2 separate regions of the Mus musculus genome follow, and region 2 is linked to region 1. The links are chromatin contacts, called in public promoter capture Hi-C maps. All regions are on one chromosome and are shown on one strand. Each heading gives the region's core, a stretch centred on a gene start, on an enhancer-like site or on the middle of the called end of the contact. The rest is flanking DNA. Distances are from core to core; before and after follow the strand shown. Region 1 holds the start of Rtl8a (retrotransposon Gag like 8A). Region 2 holds the start of Zfp36l3 (zinc finger protein 36, C3H type-like 3).

Region 1 (4,751 bases), core at 1,512-4,011:
CCATTGCACACCAGGACATATTGTCAACAAAAGGACTTCATTTAAAGTACTCTGAAGGAACAGTGCCATGCTCACCAAAAATTAACTCGTGCTTGTTCCCTGGACTTGAGTGCACTCTGCTGCACTTAGCAGAAGTCAGCACAAAAGGCTCTAGGGACATGCTTCTGAATGGAGGTGCGGTATAAACCCTGGTTAGGCAGAACTGAGAAGAAACTCAGGCACTGGTGATCTGTTGGGATTAGAAGAAGTGGTGGTGAAATCACAGGGGCTGGCCAAATGATTTGGAGGAGGCTGGATCTTGATTTGAGAGGCAGCGCTGAGATTTTCCAAGGAGCTCCACCCAGGGTGGGGGGTGGGTGTGGCGAAGAGCTGGGAAGGAGTCTAGGAAATGAGTCGTGTAAATAGGAAGTCCCAGATCTGCACATTTATAGATTCTCCCCAACACACCCTTCCCTGTATATCCGTGAGCTTGCGCCTTAAGTATTTCTTCATGGAAACTCAGCTTTGGCTGCCAGATGAATTAGATACTGTGAACATGTTTTCCTTCTCCATATGTCCCTTAGCAAGAGAAATATTGGCTCCCTGACTGCAGATCTGGTAGTTTTGCAGCATCACTAGGAACGACCTAAATATTTGGAAACAATATAAAGCAGATACTCAAAGAGTACTTACCGCACAGAAGCTGTTATAGCTAAAGAGAGATAAATGTCAAGAAAGCTACAAAATGCTTATATGTGCTCTCCTGCAATTCTGTGAACTGTTGCTCTGTGAAGAGTCAGTTTCCAACAATACAGCTTGATTCTTTGTAGCTAGTAGGAGAAAATGTGATTTTGCTTACTTCTTCCATATTTTATTGCTAAGTTATAGGTCACAGTTCTCACCCACACTCCAAAATATAATTGTCGCACACCCTGATTTCTTGTAGTGTACCTCAAGAATGTGAAGGGGTTTTCAGTGTTTTAATTTGTAGGGTTGGAGAGCTAACCGAGAGCCGGGGGTGTTAGGTTATGGTGCTACTAGAGATACTTTAAAAAAGAAAATGGAGACAGAGTTTCATGTGGCCCAGGTTAGGCTTGAATTCACTGTGTAGCCAAAGTTTTCAGTTAATGCCCAATGGTTCTCCAAGGGCAGGAGATTACCACACACAATTTATATAGGGGTCAAGCTCATGACCTTGTATATATAAGGGCAGGGAAACTATCAACTGAGCTATATTTAAGCTCAGCATTTGCATATATATTATATATTATATATTGTATTTATATTGTTATTGTATATGTATGTATAGTATGTTGGAGGACAGGCATACACGTGGGGAGCTTGTAGGGGTCAAAGCACTTTTACTTAAGTCATTTCACTGACCCAGCATTTGCTTTGGTTGAGATAGTCTAATTATGTAATCTGGCCTTGTCTCTACCTGAAGTTGCTTCAGCTTTTATTTCTTCTCAGTGGAGTACCAGGTAAAACCCATCATGCCTGCTACAAGCTCAATTTATCAAGGAAAAATCAGTAAGAAATAAGTCTTTATACAAAGGAATATAGAATAACTTTGCCCCAGAGTTACCTGTGTCCTAATCCTCAGAAAAGGGGCATATAATGCAAGTAGGAATTAAAATTATAGAACTATAGGTTAAAAAAAATCAAATGAATTTTAAAAAGATAATCCTGGATGATCTAACCACAAGAACTCATGATACTAGAAGGAGATTGAAGAAGCTTATTATGTTATGGTCTGTAATTTATAGAGCAAGAAAATGTCTCAGTTTATGCAACCACAATGAACTGAGTTATGCCAACTTGAAAATGAACAGGGAAGGGCTTATCCTTTAAGGATCCATAATGGAACATCCCTTCCCAATACTGTTTTACTCTCCTAAAAGCCATACCAAAGCTTGGCATGGAAACTCACACCTGGAATCCCAGAACTTGGGAGGGTGAGGCAGGACTACTGAAAGTACAAGCCTGGGACACAAGGAAAGATGCTACTTCAAAAATAAATCAATAAATAATAAAATATAGATACCAGGAACAAACTTCCACAGCACACAGAGACATAGCTTTTCAGTGATGTGCCAAGTAAAAGTCAGCAATTTTAATTATAAGGCATCATCACATAGATTAAGTTATACTGAGGAACATATTAGAAAACCATTGAGGAAAATTTCCAAAAACAATGTGTCAAGGGCTGGGCTGTTTGAAGGAACCCATAAGGTAAAACAGCATAAGATGGGAATACTCACAATAGAGTAAATTAATTCCAGATATATGCATGCTCTCCAAAACAGTAGAATCAGTTGTGATCTTAATGCAAAGTTCCAAGGTACACTCCCCTAGGGAAACTAAGGCCATCCTGTGATCGCCCCTACACACCACAAAGCAGGGAACTAGACAATGAACTAAAGGGTCTTAAGCAAGCCAGGAAAGCCCTTCGAGTTATAGTCGCTGCAATTTTTCCTCATCTGAAACAAGGGTTCCATTCTGTAGACAGAGTGACCTTAAATCATGATAATCCTCCTACCCCAGCCTCTGAAATGCTGGGATTACAGAATGAGAGACCACATTGGCCCCACACTACCTTGGTGAAAGTCTTGGGCACAAATTACTTTGCTCCACTAACCCTATTAATGCTTCTCTTGGACTGGCGCCTGAAATAGCTCACAACCCTGTGGGCTGAGATCACTATAGATCTAAAGTTGGCCCAATGTCCCGCTCAAAGGCCACGCCCCCTTCCCGAGACCTTGGGCACGCCTCTTCTCCTACGCACTTCCGGCGACGCCTTTGTAATTGACAATCTCTGTGCTCTGCAGATCCAGCAAAGCACAGCTGACCCCATCAAGAGTCCGGAGAGCCTCCAGCCAGCCCGGCCACCAAGCGACTAGATCAGCCCAGAGAGCGCAGCGTCATGGAAGGCCAAGGCAAGGTAAAGAGGCCGAAGGCCTACATGCTCAGGCACAACAGGCGGCGCCGTCGGCGGAACCCCATCCCGTTTCCAGAGCTGTTTGATGGCGAGATGGACAAGCTCCCGGAGTTCATCGTGCAGACCGGCTCCTACATGTTGGTGGACGACAGGACCTTCGACACCGACGAGCTCAAGGTGACGTTCCTCATCACCCGCCTCAAGGGCCGGGCCCTGCAGTGGGTGATCCCCTACATCAAGATCGACAGCCCCCTGCTCAATGATTACAACGGCTTCCTGAATGAGATGAAGCGGGTGTTCGGGTGGGAGGAGGATGAGGACTTCTAGGCCTCTGGCAAGCCTGGCCTGGGGTTGGGGCTCCGGGAGGGTGGGCTGCTGCTGTGTTGTCCTGTGGCTGCAGCCGGGGTCGCCGAGTGCGCCCTCCCCCCGGGCCCCCCTCCTACCCCGAGAACTCCCCCACCTCCCGCGCCCGCCCTGCCTGGAGATCTCGCATGCGCGCGCCCCTGTCTCCTCCTGTGTCCTAGCCTTTGTTCCAGGAATAGCTCCCCAGGCCCCTGCTGCTGTCCCTGCTGGGCCTGGCTCTGGAGAGCACAAGGCCTCCCACTGTTGACAGCTCAGCCCATCCCTGGCAGGTTTGGACACTGTCCCAGGCTCCAGCTGCAAGATGGGCTCCTGTCACCTAATGGACAGATCACCTGCCACCTGATGGACATGTCATGCTGTCCACTGCTTTCTATCTGGTGGACAGACTGCAAGCTTCTGCCCATAAGGCCTGTGCTGACGCTGCCATTTCAAGCCCCTGCACAACCCATCTGTGGACTGGCTGCTGCCCTTAACTGATCCGGACTCACCTGGGAGGTACCTGGGCTGCCCACGGCCCATGGACATTGATTCACCTTCAGCGGGACCCTTCCCCTCCCTGCTCCCAGAAACCTGCTGTCTCCCATTTTGTCTTGTGGACTAGCTGGTTTTCCTGAGAAACCAGCTTGCAGCTCTTTCTCTGATGTGTATGCCTTTTCCAACACAGTAGCCCCTGTGCTCTTTCCTTCTTGTCTGCTCTACCTGTACAGAAGCCTTTTCCTCACGTTGAATAAACATCAGATGCTATTTAAAAGGAAATGGAGTCTTACTTAGTATAGCATCCTACCACCCCTCCCCACAACCTTAACCCCTGCAGGTGTCTGTAGGTGGGGTCCATGTTCAAGAGGTGGTGATTGTGCCCTGCTATTCAGTCACTTATGTTACTCTCTAAGGTAAAATCTGTTTGTGATACTGCTTAAAGCCACAACGTAAATCTTTAATTCAGATCAGGGTAGAGCAATGTGATTTTTATGATCCAGAGGATTTCTTAGAAAAGACTCCTGAGTTCAAAAACAAAGTTAGCATGGAATTCCCTAGTTAGTGTTAAGCACAAATACCACTTTGCTGTCAGTGAATGTATATCAAAGTTATTTAACATGTCACTCGGGGAACTCATAGAAAGAATATGTTTTTTTTTTTTAAAAAGCATTTATAGAATCCTAATTATATAGGCAATGAGAAAAATACATAATGGAATTGTGAATTTCAGCCCAAATTGGTTGATAATCTGCAGATGATGAAGATATATAGTACATTCCTGAGGTAGACATGGTGTTATACATCTTTAATTCCAGCCCTTTAGGAGGACAAGTTCAAGGTTTACCTGAGCTATATATTTGGATATTGTCTTAAGAAATTAAAATAAGCATGCAGAAGACCTGTACAAGTTTAAACCAGACAAGTAGTCTGTCACAGAGTAGTGGAAGTATACACAAAATTCCACTCCAATCAAGAACCCATTTTCAATTGATTC
Region 2 (4,751 bases), core at 1,264-3,763, 130 kb before region 1:
AATCTTAAGTACTGGGAGTCTCAAAGTAAATGGTGTGCCCTACAAATTGGCAACTAGAAATAAAATTAATGGCCATCTGAGTATAAAATCCATTATCTTGGTCCAGCTACCTGGACAGAGGATGGGTCCTGAGGCTACCATACTCCCAGGTATATGTGAAACCATGTTATCAGGGTAAGGCAGAGTTGAAATGATTATTATTATAATATTGTGACATATAAAATTATTATTAACTGTACAATACAAGTACAGTTGAAATTATTACTAATATAACTCCAAAAGCCCTTAATGTACTGTTGTATAATACTGTCCTCAGAGAATCAAAACCTTCCACCCTGCAGGAATCTCCTTAAGCAGGGAGATAAACAACTCAAAAGAGCTTCAGGAAGCTCTTTAAGCAGGAAGGTAAACGCCTCCAAAGAGCTTCAAGGAGTCCCCCAAACTGAAAACATTCACTAGGCTCCTCCCTGCCAGAGGAAGGACTAAAAGCTGTAATTCCCTCTCAGATGCAGAAAGCTGAGCTACAATTGAGGAGTCGTGGTGAAGATGAGACTAGTTGTCCGAAAGAAGCAGAAACCAGTTGAGCTGGAGCTGCCATGCCTGGAAGAGGTTTAGACCCACTGAGACACGTGGAAAGGACTCTCTCCAACCTGTTGAGCTGCCTGCAGGCTGTGCAGTGTGCTCCAGGTCCCCGGCTTTGTGAGCTCTCACCCATCCTGGGGTGGGCTTTGGTGATGCAGCTGCCTCCGAGTTATTTCTGCTCCTGTAAGTAACCCCTCACACATATTCCTGTAAGGAATCCCAGTAATACTCATGGGTCCACCAAGTTGGACTTCATTGACATCTATAATATAGACAGTCCTAATTCTACCACAGTTAATGCAATAGCCAAAATTTGGCCTTTATTATTACAGATTGTTTATATTTGCTTGTTTATTGTGTATAAGAACAACTCAGTGGAATTCTCCCTTTCTCCCATGTGGATTCAGGCCTTGAAATTCAGGTGGCAGGCAGGGAAACAAGACATTTGACTGGCTCAGCCTTCTTGCCAGCTCTGATTTTGCCATCTTTAATGCATACAGCATTCAATGGCCTAAAGTTCAAATTATTTGGATTTATTTATTCAAATTCATTTGTTTATTTAATGTGTTTGTGTGTGCATAATCTCATGCCACAGTACACATGTGTGGATGTCAGAGAACAACTTGCAGAAATTGATTTTCTCCTACTTTTTGCATACTAGGGATCAAACTAAGGTCTTTAGGCTTGGCACTAAGCACCTCTACAAGGTGAGCCATCTTGATATCCCGAATTCTACCACCCTGGATGGGTGCAGAAGAAAATGGCTTTAATTATTTTATTTTATTTTATTTTATTTTATTTATTGGGGGGGGGCACATTTCACTCACTGCTGCACAGACCTGGCAGCCATAAAGAGAACTTTACAAGAATTGGTTCTCTCCTTCTACATCATGGATTCAGGAACTCCAGCTCAGTCCATCAGGTTTGGTGGCAAGTACCTTTCTCTGGCCCCTCAGCCATTTCACTACCATGTTGAAAAATATAACACCAAATGGTTTAATTATTTTATTTTCTGTGTGTTTGTATGTGAATACAAGAGCACAATGACAACAGTGTAGAGGTCAAAGGACAATTTGCAGAAATCAGTGATCAATTTCTGGAGTTCTGTACTCAAAGTCAGATTTAGTGGCAAACCCCTTTACCCACTGAAGCATCCTGCTGTAATTCTACCTTGAATGCATACAATAAAGTTGTCTGTTTTTAAATTACACTTGTTTGTTGGAGTGTGGGGAGGTGGAATATGCACACATATCATGGCACACACAAGAAATAAGGTCAAAGAACTGGAGGAAGTGGGTGGGCGGGTTGGGGAGCACCATCACATAGAGGCAGAGAGAGGGGGGATAAGGGGGTTGTGGAGGGGAAACTGGGGAAGGAGATAACATTTGAAATGTAAATAAATAAAAACAAATTTATAAAATGGGGGGGGGGAGAACTGGAGGAAATCAGTTCTCTCCAGGGTGTAGGTTCCAGGCATGTTTGGCTGCAAGTCTGTATCAGCTGAACCATAGGATATGCGGGAGTGAGGTTGGGGGAGGGGTGTGTGCAGCGGAGGAACATTAACTGGGCTGCTCTTTACAAGAACATGGGAGTTATGGGATTATGTGGAGTCTAGTGATTATCTTTCATTGCTTTACTCAAATATTAGGACAAACGCAAAAATCTTGAAGCTGATAAATTAGAATAGAGCCCTCCCACAGCAGGAGGGCCTGAAAAGCAGCTTTAACACTCAACAGAATGCATGAGCGTGAGAGAGGCGCTAAGATCTTTGCTACTACTCTTCATCCTCCACTTGGTGGCGTACCTGCACATCTTACGTACGTCTGCCTTACTCTGCTTTTGCCCTTTCCCCCACCCCACCCAGCCCTCCTGCTGGGCTGGGACTCAACCTTTTAGCTCCTCCCAGCTCCGCCTACCTGCCCTTTTTGCCTCATGTTTGGAGCTCGCTGGCTCTGCCTCCCTCGAAGGTTTCTCCGGGTCCTCCTTACTTAAAGCTCAAAACGGCGCAGGACATAGGACAATGTTCACAGTTCTATGGACTTTCTGCAATAGAGACTTAGAGTGCAAGACCGAGAAACTATGGCCAACAACAATCTGAACCGCCCGCTCAACACTAATGTGGCTGATTCTTCCAACTCCAGCTCAACACCTGGCACTGCTCCACCACCATCTTCCAGCGACCCCCAAGTGCTCGGCCACCAGGCTCCCAGTTCCAGTGCCTCCAGCCTCACCGAGGACTGCTCGTCCAGTTTTGCGAGAGACCTGAACAGCTACAATAATGGTCAGTCGGGGGCAACTGGTGCGGTGTCCTGGGAAGCTCCCCATGAGCCCTCAGAGGCTAACGCGGTGTCGCAGATCCACCCGCGGAATGGCGAACATAGCCTGCAGCAGAAGCCTAAGCCACAGAAGGTGAGCGGCTCGAGCTCCCTGGCCACTTCTGAGCGCTATAAGACTGAGCTATGTCGGCCCTTTGAGGAAAGCGGCATTTGCAAGTATGGCCACAAGTGCCAGTTCGCGCATGGCTACCGCGAACTGCGTACCCTGTCAAGGCACCCCAAGTACAAGACGGAGCCTTGCCGCACCTTCCACAGCGTTGGCTTTTGCCCCTATGGCACTCGCTGTCACTTCATTCACAACCAGCCCGAGCAGCAACCTGTGCTTTCCGAGAGCACCTTGGAGGAGCCCAGCTCCTTCAATGGCTCCAATGTGCTGCATTTGGGCGTTAACGGGGAGCAGCAGCCCGGACTGCAGAGTGACAGCCCTTCGGGCTTCCTGTCGGTCAACAGTCAAGCCCTCCAGGCACCTCTGCAGCTCAACCAGCAGGCGTTGAGCTCAGGCGGGGTTATGCCCTCATCACACCCTGCAGCCGCCAACCTCCGGATGATGTGCTGCAGAACATCATCCTCTACCACAGCCCACGACGCTGACAAAGACCCCGACAAAGATGCTGACAAAGACCCGAGCAACAACTCAGCCAACGATGCCCTCGCCTTCCCCCAGGAGCCAGGTGACTTCTCTCCTGTGGCATTCCAGAACCCTAACACTGCTACCACGACTCCCACTGCCTTCTACAACAACCAGCAGCAGATGGGCCTGGCAGCTTCCGCGCAGTTCCAGATGCCCCTTGCCAGGCCTCTGCCTTCAGCCACCATCTTTGGCCAGGCCAGTGTTGGTCCTGCCCTTACTCCTGGTGCTGCCATGGCTCCTGGAGCTGCCCTTGCTCCTGCGGCAGCCCTCACTCCTGCGGCAGCCCTTGCTCCTGGGGCGGCCATGGCTCTTGGAGCTGCCATGGCTACTGGGGCTGCCATGGCTACTGGAGCTGCCCTCACTCCTGGGGCAGCCCTCGCTCTTGGAGCTGCCATGGCTGCTGGGGCGGCCCTTGCTCCTGGAGCTGCCATGGCTCCTGGGGCTGCCATGGCTACTGGAGCGGCCCTCGCTTTTGGGGCTGCCATGGCTACTGGGACTACCCTCACTCCTGGGGCTGCCATGGCTCTTGGTGCTGCCATGGCTACTGGAGCTGCCCTCGCTCCTGGGGCAGCAGTGGCTCCTAGGGCGGCCCTTGCTCCTAGGGCTGCATTTGCTCCTGGGGCGGCGGCCCTCGCTCCTAGGGCTGCCCTCCCTCCTGGAGCGGCCCTCACTCCTGGGGCTGCACTTGCTCCTGGGGCGGCCCTCGCTCCTAGGGCTGCCCTCCCTCCTGGGGCTACCCTCCGTCCTGGGGCGGCCCTCATTCCTAGGGCGGCCCTTGCTCCTGGGGCTGCCCTCGCCCCTGGAGCGGCCCTCACTCCTGGGGCTGCACTTGCTCCTGGGGCGACCCTTGCTCCTAGGGCAGCTCTCGCTCCTGGGGCTGCCCTTGCTCCCAGAATTACCATCACTTCCAGGGCTGCCATCACTCCGGGAGTTGCTATTGCTCCAGGAGTTGCCACAGCCTCTACCGGCATATTGGCTCCAGGTGCTGCAACTGCCACTGTGGGCAATACATCCTCGACTACTATCACTGCTGCCACCGCTGCAGAGGGTGCCGCACCACACTTCACCTTCCAACTGCCAGATGTCGAGTCGGAGTCTGAGTCTGAGTCGCTAGAGTTCGACGTGGTCACCAGCACCCTGGATTCCCTGTTGGTCAGTGATGACGAAGATGAAGACGACTTTCTGAGGCGTTCCTCGAGCTC

The links. Promoter capture Hi-C pulls out the DNA fragments that hold promoters and counts their contacts.
Region 2: a contact with region 1 is called in a promoter capture Hi-C map of stem cell-derived epiblast-like cells, with 3 times the contacts expected there. The contact joins the promoter of Zfp36l3 here to the promoter of Rtl8a in region 1. A contact is called at or near these places in 3 of 39 promoter capture datasets (embryonic stem cells, hippocampal neurons and stem cell-derived epiblast-like cells).

Annotation. Positions count from the first base shown.
Region 1 is chrX:53,641,773-53,646,523 of GRCm38.p6, reverse strand. It overlaps Rtl8a (retrotransposon Gag like 8A), which reads left to right and starts at 2,761. Exons shown (of 1, transcript NM_024170.2): 1 at 2,761-4,036. The coding sequence starts at 2,903. The coding sequence ends at 3,244.
Region 2 is chrX:53,774,156-53,778,906 of GRCm38.p6, reverse strand. Zfp36l3 (zinc finger protein 36, C3H type-like 3) reads left to right here and starts at 2,513. Exons shown (of 2, transcript NM_001009549.2): 1 at 2,513-4,751. The coding sequence starts at 2,662. It also overlaps a transcript of Xlr not described here.